Linked DNA regions of Rattus norvegicus: region 1 is linked to region 2. Evidence: chromatin contacts called from public Hi-C data. All regions are on one chromosome and are shown on one strand. The core of a region is the stretch at or near the end of the contact, and the rest is flanking DNA. Distances in the headings are between cores, read along the strand shown. Region 1 holds the start of Pxk (PX domain containing serine/threonine kinase). Region 2 overlaps Pxk (PX domain containing serine/threonine kinase).

Evidence for each region. Hi-C and Micro-C count contacts between places; a contact is called where the count stands out from the background.
Region 1: a Hi-C map of Schwann cells shows a contact between it and region 2, with 4 times the contacts expected there. The contact joins the promoter of Pxk here to the enhancer-like site in region 2. A contact is called at or near these places in 10 of 12 Hi-C or Micro-C datasets (the A7r5 cell line, the Rat2 cell line, Schwann cells and 6 more).

What each region holds. Positions count from the first base shown.
Region 1 is chr15:19,256,814-19,260,409 of GRCr8, forward strand. Pxk (PX domain containing serine/threonine kinase) reads right to left here and starts at 1,858. Exons shown (of 18, transcript NM_001399677.1): 1 at 1,656-1,858. The coding sequence starts at 1,757.
Region 2 is chr15:19,202,761-19,206,067 of GRCr8, forward strand. Pxk (PX domain containing serine/threonine kinase) reads right to left here. Exons shown (of 18, transcript NM_001399677.1): 14 at 2,897-2,974; 15 at 2,331-2,417; 16 at 1,702-1,771. Among named protein-coding and RNA genes, the nearest start is that of Pdhb, 22 kb to the left of the region's middle. Within about 2 kb of position 2,006, at least 7 of the 93 cell types and tissues checked have an H3K27ac peak or open chromatin away from gene starts, as enhancers often do. A contact at or near this core is called in Schwann cells, where this site is marked.

The DNA of each region.
Region 1 (3,596 bases), core at 608-3,107, 54 kb after region 2:
TTCTTTCCAACATGATTTCCAACTGTTCCTGTTTTCAAGGGACCTACTCGTAACCCATCCACAGTCCAAGGGGTCTGCGTCAGTACATGCTTTTTCTCAATAAAGCTTAGGGCTGAGGCAACATTTCTGTCTCACTTCGCGGCTAAAACGACAAGCGCACAGAACAGTCAAAAGTTACGCAAGACTGCTCTGTTTTCATTCCACATCTGCCTCTCTGTCTCTCTGGCTCCCTGGCTCTCCAGTGAGTCACTATCTTTCCTGTTCACTCATCATTTTAAGAACTGCCATTATTTTTTTTTTTTTGGCCCTAAAATTACTTATGTTTGTCTTAATGACAAGTTCTGGAGTAACTATGGAACCCATCGCATCTCTCACCACCACACTTGAGCACTGACCTGTTAGCAGCCCAGAAGTCAGGTTATTCTGACTTTCACAACCATGGCTTTCCACAAACAGGAAACAGGACATAGTGAGGCTACAATTCATTTACCCGTTTAACAGACACATATGAAATGCTATCAGAATGGGACCCTCCTGTCCTCTCCTGGAAGAGAGGAAATCACATGATTACCCTGGTGTCCATCCATGAGGCCTAGGGTAATAGCTACTCAGGAAGAAAGGTTTTCTAGAGATAGTGGTCCTGAGCATCCAACTCTTTAGTATTAAATAGACCCTATGAGGTTATAAGGTTTACTTGCCGTCAATCCAGTCAAAAATATAATTTGAAAGAATGATTGTTCCCTTCCCTAAATATGGGTTCTTAAATATTCACTTTGCAACAAATTACAAGTTCAACAAACTCATGGATATTTGGTGCCTTTCACGAGTTTCTACATAGGGTTTAGGATGCTACCACAGGGAGACAAAATGCATTTAAAAGAAAAAAAAAAAAAGACAGTCATTTCTCTAAGTGAGAATGAATACTTTCAACAAAGCAAAGCTGTCGATGAGGAAACAGGGGGTTCCAAAAAGTCTTGCTTTAATATGAAAGATCTCTTTGAACAGCAGAAGAACAAACATACACACACACACACAGACACTGACACACACACAAACAGAGAGACACCCAGAGAAAGTCAGAAACAAGAGACAGCGAGACAAAGAGTCAGAGAAATACAGAAGGCTATTGTGGGGCTCTAGTCTCCAGATGATGAACCCCCAAACACTGATGTGATAAACAAGCCTCTGGGCTGGAATCTGATTTGCTGGCCCGACAAAACATTACAATCTAAGGAATCCCAATCCCACCCCACCCCATTCATCATTTACTCAATCGAGTCCCAGAGCCTAGTAGCTCCCCGGGTTTTACTGGTTCCCGGGTTTATTGCTTGTAAATTACAATGCATAAGAGCGCCTTTCAAAAAAAAAAAAAAAAGTACGGGCAAAAGAAAGCAAGCGTGGCTTTAAAGCCCCATAAAAGACTGCATGTGGCAGAAATGAACTCGCCTGTGTGTATTAGGAGCACCGAGGGCTCCCCTAAGCCACTCCAGGGGGACAGGGATGCGCGGGCACACTGCCCCGGCCGCGGCTGAGCAGGAGGGAGGCGGCGGGCTCATACACCTGCCCGGCTCTGGTGCCCGCGCCCGGCCCGCTGCGCCGTCCGGCCTTCGCCCGGCCCCCGCCCTCGGCCCCGGCCTCCCGCCCCGGCCGCGCACCGTGTGCGACTGCAGACTCTGGCTCGCCTCGACGGCCGCTGTCAGCGGCACCGTGTCGTCCAGCAGCACCTTGCGGGCTGGCGGTTTCTCCATGAAGGCCATCCCGGGCCGTCGCCGCCGCCGCCGCCGCCGCCTCTGAAGCCGGGGCAGGAACCGGAGGCGCCGAACCCCGCCACCCGCCGCGTCCCGCCGCTGCTGTCAACGCGCACCGCCCCGCGCGCTGCCGCCGCCCGCGGGGTCCTAGCGCCGGTCGTCCCAGCCTGCGGGCTGTCAACACCCGTCCTTCCGATCCCGCTGGGTCCTAGCGCCGTACTTCACCGCAGGGTAGGTGACTGAAACCCCTTGCTCTCTTGGTGCCTCCTCGCCTCTGCATCGTACACTCAGTACCATGAGCTCCCGGCCTCGGGCGGAGGAGCACCAAACTAAACCATCACCACCACGTGTCACATTTAGACACTGATTTTCTGGACTCTAACCGAACTGAGTTTTTCTGATGAACCGTTTAGAAACTCAGATTAGCAGACTTGAGACCCTACTGCTCCCAATCACATCTTCCCTGCCCAAGGTCCTTAGATCTCAGGAAACAACAAAAAAACACCTTCAGGGTGGACCCTCAATCTGAGTCTGTAGAACAAATTTTCTAAACCAAATCTGGATTCAGGTTTTGAACCTGGATCTTCAGGAGAGCCTAGGCGCTATACTCTCATAGCTGGATCCCACAGTGTCTGAACCTTTAAGCAACAAACTCTAAGAACAGTGGGGGCAGGGGGGAACTGATGCAAAGATTTCCTTGCTTGCATGTGTAGTCCCTAGCTCTCGGTTGAGCCCAAGGTCTAAGAAACCAAAGAGCACTCAGATCTCTTAGACTCTGAGAATCTTTGGTGCTAGCATTCTGGCTCCAAGAACCTCAAACTCAGAACCATCAAACCTGACGATCAACTTCTCAACACCAAATCTACCTTGCTTCCCCCCCCCTTTTTTTTTTAAAGATTTATTCATTTTATTATATATAAGTACACTGTAGCTGTCTTCAGATACACCAGAAGAGGGCATTGGATCTCTTTACAGATGGTTGTGAGCCACCATGTGGTTGCTGGGAATTGAACTCAGGACCTCTGGAAGAGCAGTCGGGTGCTCTTAACCGCTGAGCCATCTCTCCAGCCCCTACCTTGCTCCCCTTAACCCAAGATCACAATCTTCCAGGATAAAAATGAAATTAAACTTAGATCAGATACCTAGGACCGTGTTGAGAATCTGGCATTTACTTCAGCTGTGTTATCTTGAATAAGTCAAATACACACACACACACACACACACACACACACACACACACACACCCTGTGACCTTCCACTGGCAAAACTAAGTTCAAGCCTATGTAGAATGTGTAATAGGAATGCAACCGGACGGGAAAGAACTTTGCACATGTTAAAAATCTCAAACAATATGAATTCCATCCTGACAATTCACAGAACAGAGATTTCTAACTCTTAAGTTTGTTTCCACTAAATTTTTATTTTTTATTAAGATTTATTATATATAAGTACACCGTGGCTGTTCTTAGACACACCAGAAGAGGGCATCAGATCTCATTACAGATGGTTGTGAGCCACAATGTGATTGCTGGGATTTGAACTCAGAACCTCTGGAAGAACAGTCAGTGCTCTTAACCACTGAGCCATCTCTCCAGCCCCACGAAATTTCTATTATTTCATTCATAGAAACAAAGCTTCTTTGTGACTCTACCACCACTGCATTTTGCCATCATAGCAAAGGTCTAGATTGCACTTGGTGGTTATCCTCTTCAGAGTTCAAGCTGAGAGATTGGCCGGCAACCCCAAGTAGCCCAGTGACACCAGAGTGCCTTCAGGAGCCAACGCTCAGTAGGAGACCTCTTTCCACATCTCATTTTTATTCCAATTTGCTTTAGAGCAGTCATCTGT
Region 2 (3,307 bases), core at 756-3,255:
ACCCGCCCATCTACTCACTCATCCATCCATCTTCCATCCACCTACTCATCCATCCATCCACCCACCCACCCATCCATCCATCCACCCACCCATCCACTCACTCATCCATCCATCCTTCCACCCACCCATCCACTCACCCACCCGCCCATCCATCCACCCACCCCTCCACCCACCCGCCCATCTACTCACTCATCCATCCATCTTCCATCCACCTACTCATCCATCCTTCCACCCACCCCTCCATCCACCCGCCCATCCATCCACCCACCCATCCACTCACCCACCCGCCCATCTACTCACTCATCCATCCATCTTCCATCCACCTACTCATCCATCCATCCACCCACCCACCCATCCATCCATCCACCCACCCATCCACTCACTCATCCATCCATCCTTCCACCCACCCATCCACTCACCCACCCGCCCATCCATCCACCCACCCCTCCACCCACCCGCCCATCTACTCACTCATCCATCCATCTTCCATCCACCTACTCATCCATCCTTCCACCCACCCCTCCATCCACCCGCCCATCCATCCACCCACCCATCCATCCATCCACCCACCCGCCCATCCACTCACCCACCCGCCCATCCATCCACCCACCCCTCCATCCACCCACCCACCCCTCCATCCACCCACCCGCCCATCCATCTCACTGCAGTGTCCAGGCTTGTCTTCAGTTCCTGTACTTGAAGAATCTGCCTCAACATTGAGAAGCTGGAACTACATGCATATACCACCATGTCCGCCCTTCCATGTTTAAAGTCTTTTGCTTCTTCACTTGTCCCTCCTCATTCTGGTGTTGAGGAAGGGATGAATGGACTTCCTCCACTCCTGACACGGACAGTGGGGCTTTCAGTGCTCACCTTTGGCCCTCTACCTTCTCCATCAACCTCTTCTTTGCATCTATCTAGCTCCTCCCTTGCTGATGGGTCCTTCATCTCTTTAAAGTATAATCAGCTTAACTTCAATCTCCCCTTCCCATTCATCCCCGTCATGCTGAAACTGCCTGGGTTACTGACACCTCCCTCCTCTACACTGAACTGTATTTCACAGATTCATAAACAGAACACTCAGTTTGATCCTCAACCTGGCCCAAAGTTGAACATATATTAGGTCCAAAGTCAGCGCGGCCAGCAGAGGGGCAGCTGAGAATGACTGTAAAGACTATCAGAGTCCTGATCGTGCCTGAGAGAATGACTCGAGAGTGGTTCTCTCTCTCTCTCTCTCTCTCTCTCTCTCTCTCTCTCTCTCTGTCTCTGTCTCTGTCTCTCTTTCTTTCTCTCTGTCTCTCTCTCTGTCTCTCTCTCTCTCTCTCTCACACACACACACACACACACACACACACACACACACACACCCCTCTGTCCTACCCTACCACAGAGTCTATGCTTTAATCCACTGGGGGAACACATCCTTCAACCACATGGGTTCTAGAGCAGTGGGCAAGATTTTTTCCATGTACACAAAAGGGCCTGATTTTCTTCCACATCAAGTGCTCTTGTCTTTAACAGATGGAGTCCAGCCATCAATGGAGAAGTGGGAATATGAGTGTTGTCACGATTCTTCACAGGGGACAGAGGTTTTCTAATCTCTGCTCTCATTACCGTGCTGCTCAATCAAATCTCCATACACCTAGAGTCCTGAGCTGCACCTCTGGATGCTGAGCCCCACGACAACGTCTACCCAGTTACCTGAGTTATTGGCGTTGCTGTGCTTCACTGGCTGCTCTTCACTGTTTTCAACAGCAGATCGTTTTGACTTCTTTAAAAATAAAAGAAGGGTGGGTGGTAAGCAAAGAAAAAGCATGCTGAGCTGAGAGTTTAAAAAAAAAACTTCAGACATACAGTTAGCCAGCTATGAAGAATGGTATATTCATAACCTATTACTGAGAAGCCACAAGCCAAAAGAGAAAATATAACCAAGAATGCTGACTTCACCACCCAGGCTGACCATCTCCTCCAAGCATTTCCTGCCACAATGGGCCTAACAAGCCAGCAAACTATATGCTAATGATGTGTGCATGCGTGAGTGAGTTCGTGTGTGTGTGTGTGTGTGTGTGTGTGTGTGTGTGTGTGTGCCTATGCCTGTGTGTGCACATATGTGCATGCAACACTCCCCCAAAAACATAATCTACTAAACAGGAGCAGGACAGACTGAACTGGTAGGAGCTAGTGTATGTGTGTAAGTTCCAAACCAGTCATCTGGAAACGCTTTTAGCTCCCAAGATAAAATTGTGTCATTAAGTGTGCACCACTAGCCTTAGAATTTTCTTCAAGTGTAGTCAAGGATCTAAAAGAGAACACAGGGACAGCAGGCTTACCTTTCGAGCTAAGATCTTTCTCCTTTTCCTTTCCTCCTCAGATCCATGGTGTGACTGAGCTCTCGTTAGTCTTCGATGCTGGTGAATCTTTAAGAGACCACAATCCCCAACAAATGTAAATAAGTTCTACCTAAAGCAGGTTCTTAATGACTTCTATATGTTTGACCGCATTAAGCTGCTAGGCTAAGCGAGGTCATTCTTGGCCAGCCTGTGGCTCAGGTCTGGCTCTCTGGGAGAAGGACATGCTGAACGACGATGATCCATCTCACTTTCCCAATCCCTTCCTACCACTGATCTTTACAGAAGAAAGTGACCCATGAGTGCTACCAACCACCCCACCAGCAAGACCTGATCGTGAAGGATGACCACACCAGGCTGTGTGCTTGCTCTATGCAGACGGAGCAGACTGAGGGCAGGACTGTGACATGTTCTCTGTCACAGCACTTAGCCCAAGATCTGGCTAAGAGCAAGTATGCAGGAAATGTATATGGGGTGCACATCCAAAGCCAGTCACTGTGAATGGGTCACTGAATGATCACAGGGATGAGGGGCAGCTGCCGGCTTACCTGCTTCTGTTCCTCGGTGAGTCTCTTCTCTATACATTCCTTGGCGATTCTCAGTGCCTCTCTTAGTTTCGTGGGAATCTAAAGGACAAGTAGTACATGAGCTTCTGAGGGAAGTGGTTGGAGTCTCTCAAGTTCCCAACACATGCAGCAGCAGCCGTCATGACACAGGGGGTCCTCTAGAACAAGGCCAGTTAAAGCCACACGCTCCATGTACACCAGCTGCGCTCACTTGCCAGCACTTTCAGGCCACGGGTGCATAGACTTAAAGCATAACCACACTGTGTTCCAAGTAGTTCAAGGGTTCCAGAACTGCCAAGGCAGTCTCAAAGAGCAAGCACAGCATCGAAACCTATTATTACACACTCTCCCGAGACATCATTTCAAAACCAGCTATTACACAGTTAATAGACA